4 separate regions of the Mus musculus genome follow, and regions 2, 3 and 4 are each linked to region 1. A link is a contact called in public Hi-C, HiChIP or PLAC-seq and promoter capture Hi-C data. All regions are on one chromosome and are shown on one strand. Each heading gives the region's core, a stretch centred on a gene start, on an enhancer-like site or on the middle of the called end of the contact. The rest is flanking DNA. Distances are from core to core; before and after follow the strand shown.

Region 1 (3,786 bases), core at 78-2,577:
CCCGCCCTGGAGTTAATCCCTAGCCCAGCATGACCTGGATACTTAAAATCAATCCCAGGCAGGGGAGGAAGATCCAACATTCCAGGTAATCTTCAACCACATAGCAAGTTCAAGGCCAGCTGAGGTACATGACACCCTGTCAGGGTGTGTGTGTGTGTGTGTGTTTAGACTGAAGGCCATGTCAAATTCCACTGAGATCATGAACAGAATTTTGATTGGAACTATATTACTTGGAGAAAATTCTCCGTTTTAGGCTCTTATCTGTGAAAACTATATTGCTCTACTTAGGTTCCTTTTGCTGTTTCATAGCTTCTTTGTGGTCCTGAGATTAGAATTTTATTAACTTTAAAGAAACCACTTAATCTAGTATGCACTACATTCTAGTTGCAAGTTTCTAGCACCAAGGTCACCTCTACACAAGCTGACCACACACGAGCTGTACCCTAACCTGAGGGGTGTTTTTATTTAATTGTGTATATGAGCACTTGGGGTTTCTATTGCTGTGACAAAGTACCATGCACTAAAAGAGAGGCAAAGGAAAACGTTTGTTTATTGATACTTGCTTTTGATGTCTGCGCATCAAAGTTACTCTCCTGGTTTTCTAGGGGTTCTATATAATTAGTTGCCGAATTTTATCACGTGGTCTCCTACTTCTGTGGGTTTTTTCCTCACCATACCTCGCGTGACACTTTAAAGAGTGTTTACTTTTATGTGTACTTGAGCGTGTCTGCTGACCTCTGTCAGGATCAGAGCCCCTGTTACTGGATTTCCTGGCACTTTTCGGGGTGCGGGAGCCAAACCTGAGAGCTGCAAGATGGCTTAACTTCCGCCCCTCTGTGCTTTTTCAATGTAATGAATTAAACATTAACCACGATATATTGCATTTGATATGCAACTCCGGGTCCCGGGTGGTATTTATCAACCTCATCACAGACACAGTTACTACGGCGCGCACGCCCGGGGTGAGGGTGGGTTGGGAAGTCCACCACGTGATCCGCAAGGCTTGAGGCGGAGAGCGACTTTTCAGTGTACCCAAGCCGTGGGAACGCGCCTGTCAGTTTAAGCAGTACGTCTCCCCCGATAGCTCTCTCCCTTTAGCCTGTTAATCTCTACTGTTGAGCACTTGTAATATTCGCAAGCCCCAAAGGCCAATCGCACCGGAAGTCGAACGCGCAAATCCGGAACTGCGTTCTGCAGACGCGCCTCCTCTCGGTTTTGGCCCTGCCCCTTCCGTCTCGAGTCGGGCATCGATTGGTCGGCGCGGTCCCATAAGAAGCTGCGCGCAGGCGTATATGATCTTTTCCTCAGCTGCCGCCAAGGTGCTCGGTCCTTCCGAGGAAGCTAAGGCCGCGTTGGGGTGAGGCCCTCACTTCATCCGGCGACTAGCACCGTGCCGGCAGTCTACAGCATGGCTTCCGTCTCCGAGCTCGCTTGCATCTACTCCGCCCTCATCCTGCACGACGACGAGGTGACGGTCACGGTAAGTGCGGGATAACCCCGGGCCGGCCACGTGTTTGTGCGGCGGACACCCGGCTCCGCCCGGACTTCGCATTCTCAGGCATTCGGTGACTTGGAGGCCTGTGAGGCGTATGCGCTCTGTCCTCCCCGCGCGGCCCAACCCGAGACAGGTGAATGGCGGTCCCGAGCGCGCATGTTAGGCCTACTGTTTAGAGTGGGCTGTTTTTATCTAAGTTTTAGGCCTCGAACTCAGGTCGTCAGGCCTGCGGGACAATCCCACAGCCCGCTGAGCCTTCAAACCTGGCCTTGTCTTTTTTAAGGTTGACTTTAGCCCAAGTACGAAACTTAACTCTGTATAAGTGACTGAGTTTTAGCCGCATTCTGATCGTTCTGACGGGTTGGCGTTTGTGTTCCAGGAGGATAAGATCAATGCCCTCATTAAAGCAGCTGGTGTCAGCGTCGAACCTTTCTGGCCTGGCTTGTTTGCCAAGGTAAGTTTTGGGGTTACACTTGGTAATGTACGATTTCCACCACCAGCCTTGATTTTTGTATCTTAGTTTGTACTTATTGATGTGGCTTTTATGTCAGGCCTTCACGGTCCATGGCTTGAGAATGAGTTTTGTTGCCTCTTAAGTTTGGGCATTTGAAGCAGTGAGATTCATGCAAAGTGGATAGCTACATTCTATTTATACAAACAGCTTTATTTCTGGCAAGTGGGGTCAATCAACTGGTGGCAGTTGTATATTGATTCCCTGTAGTCCTGAACATTGCTTTGGTCTCATGGGTGAAAAGAGCTTAATTGAATCATTAAATCTTGCAGCACAAAACTAAAAGCCTTTTCTATGTCTCTGTTGTAGGCTCTGGCCAATGTCAACATTGGGAGCCTCATCTGCAATGTAGGGGCTGGTGGGCCCGCTCCAGCAGCTGGAGCTGCGCCTGCTGGTGGTGCTGCTCCATCCACTGCCGCCGCCCCAGCTGAGGAGAAGAAAGTGGAGGCAAAGAAGGAAGAGTCCGAGGAGTCTGAAGATGACATGGGCTTCGGTCTTTTTGACTAAACTGCTTTTGTTAAGTTGGCTAATAAAGAGCTGAACCTGTAGGTGGACTGGTCTCACTTGTAAGCCACAAAGCTCTTGGAGTTTCAGAGATGGTAGCAGGTCCCAAAAAAATGTCAGGGAAGGAGGGTCTTGACCAAAGCCACCATGAGTTATATAAATAAGACCTGGGTCAAAAGAACTAGACGATCTGGGTAGAGAATGGGTGGGTCTGTCTCCAGGAAGCCCCTTCAAGCAACTGTTCAGAGAGCCTGTTTAGTGCCAGACAGACAGGCTGAGAGCTAACTCTTACTGTCAAGAATAACAAAATAACCTCTGGGTCTCCCGATGTTCATGTGTGAAGAACTTGACAGTTGTTGAGGATCTCAGAAGCATCTAGAAGGGCCAGAGAACCTACCAGTCCACTGGTGTAAAACCAGCAGCCTAAAGGATTCAGTCACGCAGCAAGGCTTGGTGTGTAACTACAACTTCATGTAGAAAGTTTAGGACTTGGGGCTGACAGTGCCAGGTACCCCATTGCCTCTGCCTTAGTGAAGAAGCTAGGGAGTGGGTTCAAAGCCAGCCTGAACTACAAAACATAAGTTTTATTATGTATGGTTTTGGTTGTATTGAAATTAACTGAGCTGGTGGTAGTGCACGCCTTTCATTTCCCAGCACTTGGGAGGCAGAGGCAGGTGGATTTCTGAGTTTGAGGCCAGCCTGGTCTACAAAGTGAGTCCCAGGGCTACACAGACAAAACTGATATGGCCCAGTGATAGTATTGTGAACCTGGGCTTATAATCTTGTAACCTGCCACCCACGTGTAGGATAATGGACACAGCATGCCTGGCCATAGGCTGTTATTTAGCTCAAATAGTTCTGGGCCTCCAGGTTCTGCTCAATTTGACGTCTACACTTCTGACATGGAATGCTAAGGATTGTATTGCCCAATGAAAATGGATGTTCTGGTCCTTGAGGCTCACCTCCTTGATGGGGCATTGTCTTCCCAAGGTAACCTTTTGTGGAGTTGGGTGGGGGTTAGAGTTTAAGGAAGGGTCTTACTGTGTAGCCTTGGCTAGTCTGGAAATCACCTGCCTTTGGAATTTAACGAGGGGACTGGTACCCTGGTTAATTATTGCACTTTAATCCCAGTGTTTGAGAGTGGAAGGCTGTCTAACTTGGGTTGTATGACATTAGATCTGGTAAGATGGGTCAGAGTAAAGGTGCTCTCAGGCAAGCTTGGTTCAGCCCTTGACCATGTTAAGGTGGGAAGAGTACAGACTCCAGCACGGGTACC
Region 2 (3,650 bases), core at 537-3,036, 350 kb before region 1:
ATTTCTGATCTTCCTGTCTCCTCTTCCTCCCACGTTCTGGGATTACAAGTGTGCCACCAGGATGAGGTTTATGTGGTGGTGAGGTTGGAACTTCAGGCTCTGTGCACGCTAGGCAAGTATTCTACCAACTGAGCTGCATGCCAGCCTGGAAGTATTACGTTTAAAATGTTTATGAGGTGTATCCCAGTTACATATATTGTGTGGTGCTTGAGAAATAGCTACAGGTGAGAGTTTTAAGCCATTTGCATGATATCAGAAATTTGAGCCATTGAGGAAAAGACGTTCTTCTGGAAGGGTAGAGACTTGGTTAGAACTTCAGAGTATTTGGGACAGTAGTCACAGAAGCAGGACCGTGTCATTCAACACAAGGCAATGGAGAAGTGTGAGGAGGGGCTAAGGAGACATCTCAGTGGGACTCAGAGGCGTGAAGACCTGAGGCAGATCCCCAGAAACCCTGAAAAGCTAGACATGTTCGCATGTGCCTGCAACCCAGCTAGGCACACAGTGCCATGTGCCTACAGTCCCAGCACTCTTATGATGAGATAAGGGACAGGAAAAATCCCAGGAGACTTCTGGCCAGCCATCTTAACAAAGGAAGCACCAGGAAAGAGAGCCTTATCAAGATATAAGGTGAGACTGCCACCTGAGGCTGTCCTCTGACCTCCACACACCTGTTTGTGGAATGTTCCAACACACACACACACACACACACACACACACACACACACACACACACACACACACTTAAAGTGTTTAAAGAAAGAGAGGCTGGAGAGATGGCCCAACACCCATATTGGATGGTTCACAATCAACTGTAACTCTAACTCTGGGGATCTGACACCTTCTTCAGGCAAAGGTGTCAGACACATACAAATTAGAATCTCTTAAAAGGAAAGGTGGAGAAACTGATACTTGTACCCCTGAAGGCAAACATTAAAGCTAAGATTTTTGTATGGGTCCAAAAATGTCTTGGATGGAGTTGGGGAGGAAGCCCCACTGAGCCAAGGGATCTAGAAACAAACCTGTCAAGACAGCTTTTGAAATTCTCAGCAACTGAGATCAGAGACAGAGAGGTGACAGCTACAGCTGAAAGCAAGACTTGGAGAAAATGTCAGCTTCTTTATTAATTAGGGAAGCCACTGTCAGCAGGAGGCAAGGAGCCAGGAGAACAGGAGGATGGAGATGGTCAGGGAGGATGGAGCACAAAGGGAGGAAGGAGAAAGCGAGGATTTGGATGAGGCGCGCTTGTAGGTTTGTCAGGAAAGAAAAAAGAGAAAAAAGAACAAAAGAAAAAGGAGGTGGGGCAGTTCATGAAGACAGCACAGCTTGAAAAGCGCTAGCATAGCACACAGAGTTCTGGGTTCAGTTTCCAGCTCCATAAAACTGGGCATGGTGGTGAGTATCTGTGCAGAAAAGGGGGTGGGCATTTACTGGGAGTGGGTTAAAGTATGTTTGTGGGGATGACGGTTAGGAGGCTCGATAGCACAGAGGAAAGGCCCGGGTCACCACCTCCAAGATTGGAGCTAAGAGAGCTAAGTGCACAGACAGGAAGTATTTTATTGTCCGTTTGGGATCAACAACCTTAAAGGGGGTAAAGAATGACACAGGATTTAGAGCAAACAAAGAGTGTGGGACGCTTCGTGCCTGCTGAGAACTGTCACAGCTCTGCAGTGTTACAGCTCCAAGCTCTTGGGGGCATCTGGGAGTGCCAAGCAAGAGTGGTCCTTATCAGAGCAAACCTGCAGGCTACAGACAGGAAGTGGCAAGGGAGTGAACACTGCAGCCAAGGAGCAGTAGCTCTCCTACAGGGTCAGGGCGCTATTGCCATGGAGATAACGCAAAGCTGACTGACGGACGCACCGCTTCATCTGATTCACATTTCTGTTGTTGTGGGGTACATTGGTGTGATGGTTTGTATATTCTTGGACCAGGGAGTGGCACCATTCGGAGGCGTGGCCTTGTTGGAATAGGTGTGACTGGTTGTAGTAGGTGTGTCACTGTGGGTGTGGGCTTAAGACTCTCACCCCAGTTGCTTGGAAGTCAGTCTTCCACTAGCAGCCTTTGGATGAAGACATAGAACTCTCAGCTCTGCCTGTGCCATGACAGCCTGGATGCTGCCATGCTCCCACCTTGATGATAATGGACTGAACCTCTGAACCTGTAAGCTAGCCCCAATTAAATGTTGTTTTTATAAGACTTGCCTTGGTCATGGTGTCTGTTCACAGCAGTAAAACCCTAACTAAGACAATTGGTTTACTTGATTTCACATAATAAGAAAAACTAATAATTTTAACTCACCAAGTTTGATTGAAAAGATGCTGACGGCTGGGCGTGGTGGCGCACGCCTTTAATCCCAGCACTTGGGAGGCAGAGGCAGGCAGATTTCTGAGTTCAAGGTCAGCCTGGTCTACAAAGTGAGTTCCAGGACAGCCAAGGCTACACAGAGAAACCCTGTCTCGAAAAACCAAAACCAAAAAAAAAAAAAAAAAAACAGATGTTGACAAAAAGTCTCTAACCCTCAGCCCAGAGAAAGTTATTTTTGTACAGCATTTATTTTTCTTTGTTGGCATTAAAATATCTGATTAATTAAATCTGAATTCTTTGGTCTTAACAATGTGTTTCTTGGAACAGTTACTTTGAGATAATGTAGAAAGGAATTTGGAAAACAACCTTTAGTTTATGAAGGAAGTGCTAACAAAAGCTAAGCATGTTTATTAATGTACTTCCCCCCCCCCCTTATAGAACACATTCCACTGTTTCTACATCAACATGTCTGAATCCGAAGTGACCGTTATCCCTAGTGTGTGTTATAAAGCAAAATACAAAGTACTTACAACTGTCAACTAAGTGAGGGTTTTGGGGGCTTGTGAGTTTTAATTTCTTCTTGAGACAGGATTCCTCTGTGTAGCCATGGTTGTCCTGGGACTCTCTCTGTAGAGCAGGCTAGCCTCAAAGTCACAGATATCTGCCTGCCTCTGCCTCCACAGTGCTGGGATTAAAGGCACATATGTGCTACTACCGACACACAAGTATTTTTTAACAAGACAAGGTAAGAAAGGGTGCAGAGCTGGAACTAGAAAAGAATAGAAGACCTTGAAGAGCCAGAGAAAGATTGCACACTCTAGTGGCTGGGAGCTTTCAAGGGAGCTTTCCAATATCTTTCAAGTCTTAAGGGTCCTTGGGCATCCTAGGCCTGAGAGCTGTGGCATTGGCTGCCATTAAGGACCGGGAAATGCTTTATACTCGAGGCTCAGAACTAATGACAGCCACTGTCAAGGACAGAGGGAGGGATCCCGACTTCCAGATGCTGTGTAGACTCTAGTGCCCAGGGCTGGGGACGGGGCCAGCTGTAACAATAGAGGGCCACACCTACAGCTGCCCCTCCCTGTCTACTGCTGCTCTCTGTCAAACACCAATGGGTTCATGCAGCCTGCACCATGAGAGCACCTCCCTGTCGGGGAAAGGCAAAAGCCCATGTGCTCCAGTGACCTTCCTTAGCAGCCTCCTGAGTAGCTGGTACTACAGGCACTGGCCACCATCCAGGCTAAACAATAAGTATTTATTTATTCATTTGTTTGTTTGCTTATTTTTCTTGAGACGGGGGTCTTACTGTGTAGCTCCGATGGACTGCTAACTAGCTATGTAGACCA
Region 3 (3,865 bases), core at 540-3,039, 330 kb before region 1:
GACTCTATCTATCATGGGCCTTGGTAGGGGTAGTCTTACTGGAATGAGGTAAAGCCCTGCAGCCTGCAGGGGGCAGTGAGGCTGAGTCCAAGGTTGCAACAAGAAATACAGAAATACGGGCCAAGCAGCCAAGCTGTGATACTAATTTTATAGCCAAAGTTCAGACAGCTCTGTGATGTGCATCTATGATGTTTTCCTCCTCTGTGTGTGCACGTGTGTCTGTCTGTCTGTCTATCTTGGTCCCTTGCCCTCCTTTTACCCATGCCTCATTGATCTTCTGAGAAGCGAGATGCAGACAATACCTTTCTGCATCCAGTCATCTGGTTTACATACCTAAGAATCCAGCCACCTGGGACGTAGCCACCCTGACAACCTCTCCTCGTCAGTCTTTTCCACTGGGACCGAGGCTAATCACATGCCCTGGTTGTTCCAGTGAAGGTGGTTGGAAAAGAGGGGCTCACTCGCACGAAGCTTCGCCTGTTGGAGCTGGGGCCAGGCCTGGTGCTAGGGCCTTCCCCACAGTCTCCAGTAATCGAAGGTGGGACAGTGGGTAAAAGCACTTGCCACATGTGTATGAGGTTCCAAATTTGGACCCCCTAGAGCCCACACAAAGGCAGACATGATAGCACATGTCTGTAATCCCAGTTGCCTTAGGGCAAGACAAGAGATGGAGTCAGGAGACTCCCCGAAAGCTGCAGGTGCACTCTGCTCTTGGACTGAATATTCAGTTTGAGCCTCTGCTTCAGGTTCCCCCCTATGGGAATTTTCTCCCCTGCTGTGATGGGCTGGACCTCAAACTGGGAGTCAGAATAAACCCATCCTTCTTCAAGTTGTCTTTGCCAGGGTCTTTTCTATCAACGAACTGGAAAACAACCATCTAGTTATGCGCCTGTTGCTGTAATAAAGCACTTTGGGAGGGAAAGGGTTTATTTCATCTTACAGTTCTACATTGTAGTGTGTCAGTCACCAAAGGAAGTCAGGGCAGGGACAAGAGGCAGGGACTGAAGCACAGCCTGTGGAGGAGGGCTGCTTTCTGGCTTGCTCCCCACAGCCTGCTCAGCCCATTATTTTTAATACAATCCAGGACCTCTAGCCCAGGGGCGGCATAACCCACAGAGGGCTGGGTCCTCCCACATTAATCATTAATCAAGAAAATGCCCCATAGGATTATGTATAGGCTAATATCACAGGGCACTTTGCTAGTGCAAGTCTCTCTTCCCAGATGAATGAAGTCTGTGTCAAGTTGACATACAACTAACCCGGAAAGGAGCTAAGACACTGGTCATAGGTGAAAGAACTTGGTCGGAAGAATTGAGTGTCCTTCTGTCCCCCATGACTAATCGAAAGTGCCCTTTGCTTTCTCTATAGGCAGACTCCAGTTGTCCACAAGAGGGCGCTGTAGAACCAGGGAATCTCCGGAGGCTTCACTTCACTTCACCCGGAGGCAGGATCGTTCCTAAAGGGTTTAAATGGAATGAAAGAGGGCCTGGAGGACGCACCCTGTTACAGACTCTCTGCTTCAGGCAGCACCTCCAGGCTCAGTCTCTGACCATCTGTGGGTATCTGTCCTTCTTCTCTGTAAGCTGTGAACTTCCCAGGGTCTGACCTGTGGTGCCGGAGACCTAGCACGCGTGAGGTGGACAGGCCTAAGCTGGCTGAGAGTGTCACTGGAGCACGGGAGTACTGAAACGTACGAGCTCTGGAAAGGAGTGCAGCACATCAAGTTGTCAGCTGGGATCTGGAGACCAGGAGTGCAAACACAGCGGGCGGAGTGACGCTGCCAGAGCCATTCTGCTCTGAGAGACAGCAGGCATTAGCAAAACCAACCGTTAGGTGCACAAGTGCCGTTTGTTAATGCGCTGGGAGCCAGAGGACACTGATGGGAGGAGAGGTCACACAAGCTTTACTGAGAAGTGTCACTAGCCTGGCAGACAAGACTGAAAAGGTGGGGGGCGGTGTTAGGGACAGCAGCAGAGATTGTCCCTGTGCAAACACCTGGTCAGCAGTCGGGTCACTGGACTGACATAGTTTCTGCTGTGCTGTGCTTGGAGATGTGCCTCTCTGAGCCATCACTTTACCATCCACAGAGTGAACAAATCGATGTGTGTCGGGTGCAGACGTCGAAGCCCACGCCTGTAATCCAGCACGTGTGGATATGAAGGCAGAAGAATCAGAAATGGAAGGCCAGTCTCAGCGCCGTGGTGAGTTCAAGGTCAGAGTGGGCTACATGAGATCCTTCCTCAAAAAAAAAAAAAAAATTGATGTTTTTGTGGCAAAAGGTATATTTTTTTAAAAAAAGAAACCCCAATAGAACATTATGTTTAAAAAAGACTATCTGACATGCCTGTTCACGTGACAGAAAAATAAATGACGGGCCAGAGAGATGGCTCAGCAGATGAAGGTACTCGCCACCAACACTGACGACCAGAGTGCCACTCCAGGACCCAGATGGTGGAAAGAGAGAACCAGCTGCTTAGGACTGTTCTCTGACCTCCACATGCCCTCCCCCCTTTCCCTTTTCTCCGTCCCCCTCTTTCCCACTCCTACATGATTCTCTCACCCATGGGGGGGGGGCCCAGCCCGGTGACCATACCCTACTCAGGGTTTCCTTCTCCCGTGGCCCCCAATCACAGGGATGCAGTGAGCATCCAACAGTCTGGCTCCAGTTCAGATATTAAAGCGCCATCTTTAGGAACTGTCCCAGGTAGCTGCCAAGGGTACCCTATCTCCCCACCCTCTGCTTTCACCTGAGCTCCTTATCCTGGGCACATGCTGGAGACATGCTCAGCAGTCATGAGCACGGCTGTTCTTCCAGAGGACCAGGGTTTGGTTCTTGGTACCCATAGCTGGTGGTTCACAAAGCCTGTGACTCCAGTTCCAGGGGATCCTATGGTCTCTCCTGGCCTCTGTGGGCAGCACCACACACACTCTTGTTACACACATTGTGGTGGTTTGAATGAAAATGGCTCCCATAGGCTCAGAGGGAGTGCCACTGTTAGGAGATGTAGCCTTATTAAAGTAGATATGGCCTTGCTGGAGGAAGTGTGTCACTGGGGGTGGGCTTTGAGGTTTCAGATGCTCAAGCCAGGCTCAGTCACACTCTCTCTTCCTGCTGCCTGTGGATCCAGGTGTAGAACTCTCAGCTACTTCTCCAGTGCGTCTGCCTATATGCCTCTGTGCTTCCCACCATGGTGACAATGGACAAAACCTCTGAGCTATAAGCCAGCTTCCTTTATAAGTGTTGCCATGGTCATAGTGTCTCTTCGAAGCAATGGAAGCCCCATATAAGACACACATAAATAAAAAATAAAACCTTAAGACTTTAGCCAGGAGTTACTCATGATGATATTTTAAATCCATATACTTATGCATGGCTTATGTAATATTTTTTAAATAAACAAATGTAGAGATGGTAATGTCACCTGAGATCTCCAATACTGGATGGGGGGAGATAGCTCAATAGGTAACGCCACTGCTGTACAACCATGAGTACCTGAGGAAAAATAGCTGTGTATGGTGGGGTGCACCTGTCCCCCCACTGCACTGGGGACCCCGGGAGGTTATTGACCAATAACCTGAACTATCTCCAGATTCAATGAGGGACCCTGACACCAAACATAAGGAGGAGAGTGACAGAGAAAGGCATGTGACATCAGAACCTGGCCTCACTCGGCCACACATAGCTGCACATGCTACACACAGAGGTGGGAGATTTCAAGAGCTCAAGTGAGTGTATTTCAGGTAATGGCCAAGGGATGGGCCACCCAGTGTATAGGGGGAACACCAATGCCCAGACATGGGCATTATTCATTATTTTTAGTCCCAGGCTTAAGTGATCTAAGTATTAAAATGAGAAACAGCCTCA
Region 4 (3,936 bases), core at 1,333-3,832, 460 kb after region 1:
AGACACAGTGTGGCAACACCAGCCTGCCTCAATCCTACCTTTCCAAACATACTGAGGGGAGTGTAAAGAAAAGCAGCCTCTCCCTAAATGAAATAGAGTCTGGCCCTTTAGCCCTGTTTCCTGATATTGGCTCTGCTTCCGGCCAGGGTCACCTTAAACTCCTTCCCCTCTTGGGTCAGAGAGAGAAAAGACTCAGCCCCTCTGAGGACTGGCGTTTGTGAGACCTGGAGCAACGTTACCAGGTTCAAACCTTGAGCTGAGTCTACCTCAGTGTGGTTCTAGGCTCCTCAGCCTCTCTATGCCTCCACCTGTGTGCATGCATATTCATGTGTGTGCACATGAACATATAGAGGAGTTACATATGCAGCATGTTTGTGCACATGCATGTGGAGGTCAGAGGGTAAGATCAGCTGTCATTTCTCAGGTGTCTTTTTTTTAATTATCTCTCACTGGCCTGAAGCTCACTAAGGAGGATAGGCTGGCTGAGCAACAAGCCCCAAGGTTGTCCCTGTCTGCACCTCCCCGGTGCTGGGATTACACTCATGCTCTACCACAGCTGGTGCTCACTCTCAGCCGTGGCTTTAAGGATTTCTCCAACAAGAAAGATAAAAGGCGAGCTAAACCCCACACGGAGACACTGAACTCTCTAAATGCACCAATGCCAAAAGGTGTCAAAACACTGAGTGGCACACAGTAGGTGTTCAGTAAATATCAGAATCTCTGAACACAGAAATTGCCTCTTACTTTGGTGGCTACCACAGAATGACAACCCCAGGAGGTGTGGGTCAGCCAGTGGGGGACTACAGGTTCCAAATAAAAAGTCTGCCCTCCTGGGAGTGGGAATGGAAATCGGTGGGGGGCATCTCTGGGACTAGCTTGAGACCTGGAATAGGGGAAGCTTTGGGGGTGACCCTAGCTGAGATTCTTATCAGAGGGGGATATAGAGACTGAAGTTGCCACCTCCTGTAGCCAGGCAGGATTCCCAGGGGAGGGCGGGGGACATCAACCCACCCACAAAGCCTTCAACCCAAAATGTGTCCTGCATACAAGATGGAGCAGTGACTGAGGGAATGGCCAACCAATAACTAGCTCAACTTGAGACCCATCTTATGTGAGAGAGCCAACACCCAACACTATTAATGATACTCTGCTATGCTTGCAGACAGAACCTAGCATAATGTCTCCTGACAAGCTTCATCCAGCAGCGGATGAAGGCGGATGCAGAGACCCACAGATAAACATCAGGAGCTTGAGGGGGTCTTGTGGAAGAGTGGAGAATAGAATTGCCTGAGCCAGAGGGGTCAAGGACACCACAAGAAGACCAACAGAGTCCACTAGCCTGGGCCCATGGGGGCTCACAGAGACTGAACCACAAACCAAAGAGCATGTAGAGGCTGGATCTAGACCCCCTACAAGTTTGTAGCAGATGTGTAGCTTGGTCTTCATGTGGGTCTCCTAACAATCAGAGCAGTGGCTGACTCTGACTCTGTTCTTTCCTTCGGATCCCTTTCCGTACCTGGACTGCCTGGTTGGGCCTTGGTGGGAGAGGATGTGCCTAGTCCTGCTGGGACTAGATGTCAGGGTGGTGTGGTACCCAGAAGGGGCTTCCCCTTCTCTGAGAACAAATGGAAGAAGTGAATTGATCTGTAAGGGTGGGACTGGGAGGAGAGGAGGGAGGAGGGACTGTGATTGGGATATAAAGTGGGAATAATATATGGAAAGGAAAAACAAGTCTGCCTTCAACAATGTATCTGATCCTTTTCACAGGGCTGGGATGGACTGAACCCCAGGCATTGTGGGTGTTAGCCACTGCATCACTGAGCTACATCTCTGGCACTTGGCTTTTTAAGACAGGATCTCATTTTGCAGCTAAGGCTAGCTTGGGTTCTATTTTTTTTTTAAGATTTATTTATTTATTATATGTAAGTACACTGTAGCTGGGAGTCAGATCTCATTACAGATGGTTGTGAGCCACCATGTGGTTGCTGGGATTTGAACTCCAGACCTTTGGAAGAGCAGTTGGGTGCTCTTACCCACTGAGCCATCTCACCAGCTCCTAGCTTGGGTTCTTAATCCTTCTGTCCATCCTCCCTGGTCCGAGCAAACCACCATACCTGAGTGTTTCTCAAAGAAAATGAAATTGGTCTGTCTCTCCACTGTATTTTAAAGTAGCCATTTTAAAGGTTTACCCACTGTCAGATCCACACCTCCCAGGGTTGTCATTCTTGTGGTAGCCCTCAAGCCCCACCTTCTCAAGCCTTGATGCTCCATGCACGCTCGCCTGCCTTCTATCCAGCCAGTTCTCAGCTTCTGTCGCTATCCCTTAAGTGGTCGAGTGTTTCAGGCTTTGCTCTCTTTAGTCCATAACTGTGACACTGTGACAAGTCCCATCACTCTTTCCAATCAGTCTCCTGTCCCAGCCTCAGTTGCTGCTCAGCACACACACACACACACACACACACACACACACACACACACACACACACGCACCGCTGTTGCAGCCCATCTACTCTGAGGCTTTTCCTCCTGGCCTCCCTGGGGCTGGTATGTTTCACTTCCCTAGTTCTGCTGAGAACTCTAAAAGGTAGCACCTTGCCGCAGGCACTGCAGAGCCCTGCCACCCCACCCCTGCCCTCACCACACCTGACCAGGGAGCACACCAAGACATCTGTGGCTTGCTCTGCCAGGCCTTCATCGATAGGGTGGCTGGCCCTGTGCTTTCCAGCCCAGTGGGGCTGGCTCTGTTCTCAGGTTGAGAAATGTTCAAGGGCCTGATTTGCCGGTCTGAGAACTAGGTGTGGTACTGGATGTCAGTGGCTAATTATGCTTAACCATTATTAATAGGTCTGCACTAATTATCTCTTGCACATAGGCAAGATTTTTACAGATGAGGTAGAAGGGCATGGGGAGGGGTGAATCTGCCTAAGGCTGCCAGATGAGTGGGTGGACAGACTGAAGCTGGCATTGAGGCATCTGGGGTGCTTAGTGGGGATTCCTCTGGGGGTGAGGAGGACATGAGTGGGTGGCATTGGGTGGCTGAGCTGGGACTGGGCCTGGGAGAGCAGTCTTCCTAGGTTGCTAGATCTTCAGACTGGCCTCTCCCTTCCCCCTCCAGGAACGCAATCTACTGAAACCTCTTATTAAAAGTATTCTGGAGGTGATAAAAGTGTCAGCAAAGATTTGCTCATTTTCTAAACTGTCATTAAAACAAAATTTATAGTCCCGGGAAATCTCAGCAGTGGAGGACAGAGGTGGGCTGGGAGAGAGAGGATGATTTAAAATCTCTCCCCTAATAAATTAAAAGAAGCTCACTTAGAAGAGAGGGCTTAAAAAGGAAATTGCTAGAAAGTCATTGCTTTCTCTGCTCCTGGTGGCCAGTGTCTTTGCAGGCTGCCAACCATGCTTCAAACTCTCTTACTCCCCCATCCCATCCTCCTGCCCTCCTGATCAATTTCTGAAGCCAAATGCCCCCACCCACCGCAGCTTGCTCAACAGATTTTGGCCAAGACCAGTCCCTTGGGCTCTGGCATTTGAATCTCAAGTGGCCTGCTTCTCATGCCCACCGCCCTATAAGAATCTGGCCCCAAAGTAGATATATCTAGTTTGGAGAGGGAACTTCCACTGAGGAATTGTCTCCTTCAGATTGGCCTGTAGGTAAATCCGTGGGACATTTTATCATTAATGTTTGATGTGGGGGAGTCCAGACCACTATGGGTGGAGCTGCCCCTGGGAAGATGGTCTTGGGGTATTATAAGAAATCAGGCTGAGTAAGCCACAGGGAGCAAGCCAGTAAGTGGTGTCTGCATCAGCTCTTACTCCAGGTTCCTGCCTCAAGCTCCTACCCTGGCTTTCCTCAAGACTGTGACCAGTCCGACGTAGGCGAGTTGCTTTTGGTGTGTGTCACAGAGCTAGAAGGCACACTGGGGCAGCCGTAGA

What was found. Promoter capture Hi-C pulls out the DNA fragments that hold promoters and counts their contacts. A called contact is a pair of places that touch in the nucleus more often than the background predicts. HiChIP or PLAC-seq counts read pairs in DNA pulled down with a chosen protein or histone mark.
Region 2: a Hi-C map of the G1E-ER4 cell line shows a contact between it and region 1, with 3 times the contacts expected there. The contact joins the enhancer-like site here to the promoter of Rplp1 in region 1. A contact is called at or near these places in 1 of 39 promoter capture datasets (liver), 1 of 15 datasets of contacts at CTCF or cohesin (the NIH/3T3 cell line), 2 of 484 Hi-C or Micro-C datasets (both in the G1E-ER4 cell line) and 2 of 115 datasets of contacts at active chromatin or transcription factors (embryonic stem cells and stem cell-derived neural progenitor cells).
Region 3: a contact with region 1 is called in a promoter capture Hi-C map of neutrophils, with 2.9 times the contacts expected there. The contact joins the promoter of A730043L09Rik here to the promoter of Rplp1 in region 1. A contact is called at or near these places in 8 of 39 promoter capture datasets (cranial neural crest, hippocampal neurons, liver and 4 more), 2 of 15 datasets of contacts at CTCF or cohesin (embryonic stem cells and pro-B cells), 24 of 484 Hi-C or Micro-C datasets (B cells, the BV-2 cell line, CD4 T cells and 15 more), 15 of 115 datasets of contacts at active chromatin or transcription factors (the 230-238 cell line, DN3 thymocytes, acute myeloid leukemia and 8 more) and 3 of 9 other capture datasets (embryonic stem cells, macrophages and pancreatic islet).
Region 4: a contact with region 1 is called in an H3K4me3 HiChIP or PLAC-seq map of the 230-238 cell line, with 2.8 times the contacts expected there. The contact joins the enhancer-like site here to the promoter of Rplp1 in region 1. A contact is called at or near these places in 1 of 39 promoter capture datasets (neutrophils), 1 of 15 datasets of contacts at CTCF or cohesin (large pre-B cells), 2 of 484 Hi-C or Micro-C datasets (bone marrow-derived macrophages and embryonic stem cells), 7 of 115 datasets of contacts at active chromatin or transcription factors (the 230-238 cell line, the SCID.adh cell line, embryonic basal ganglia and 3 more) and 2 of 9 other capture datasets (liver and macrophages).

What each region holds. Positions count from the first base shown.
Region 1 is chr9:61,912,051-61,915,836 of GRCm38.p6, reverse strand. It overlaps Rplp1 (ribosomal protein, large, P1), which reads left to right and starts at 1,327. Exons shown (of 3, transcript NM_018853.3): 1 at 1,327-1,480; 2 at 1,875-1,949; 3 at 2,316-2,554. The coding sequence starts at 1,409. The coding sequence ends at 2,513.
Region 2 is chr9:62,263,592-62,267,241 of GRCm38.p6, reverse strand. No RefSeq gene overlaps it. Among named protein-coding and RNA genes, the nearest start is that of Spesp1, 17 kb to the left of the region's middle. Within about 2 kb of position 1,786, at least 18 of the 459 cell types and tissues checked have an H3K27ac peak or open chromatin away from gene starts, as enhancers often do. A contact at or near this core is called in the G1E-ER4 cell line, where this site is marked.
Region 3 is chr9:62,242,024-62,245,888 of GRCm38.p6, reverse strand. A730043L09Rik (RIKEN cDNA A730043L09 gene) reads left to right here and starts at 1,789. Exons shown (of 3, transcript NR_040769.1): 1 at 1,789-1,945; 2 at 2,088-2,201; 3 at 2,360-3,293.
Region 4 is chr9:61,448,332-61,452,267 of GRCm38.p6, reverse strand. All of the region lies in intron 2 of Gm34322 (a long non-coding RNA gene), which reads right to left. Among named protein-coding and RNA genes, the nearest start is that of Gm34322, 7.6 kb to the right of the region's middle. Within about 2 kb of position 2,582, at least 22 of the 459 cell types and tissues checked have an H3K27ac peak or open chromatin away from gene starts, as enhancers often do. A contact at or near this core is called in the 230-238 cell line, where this site is marked.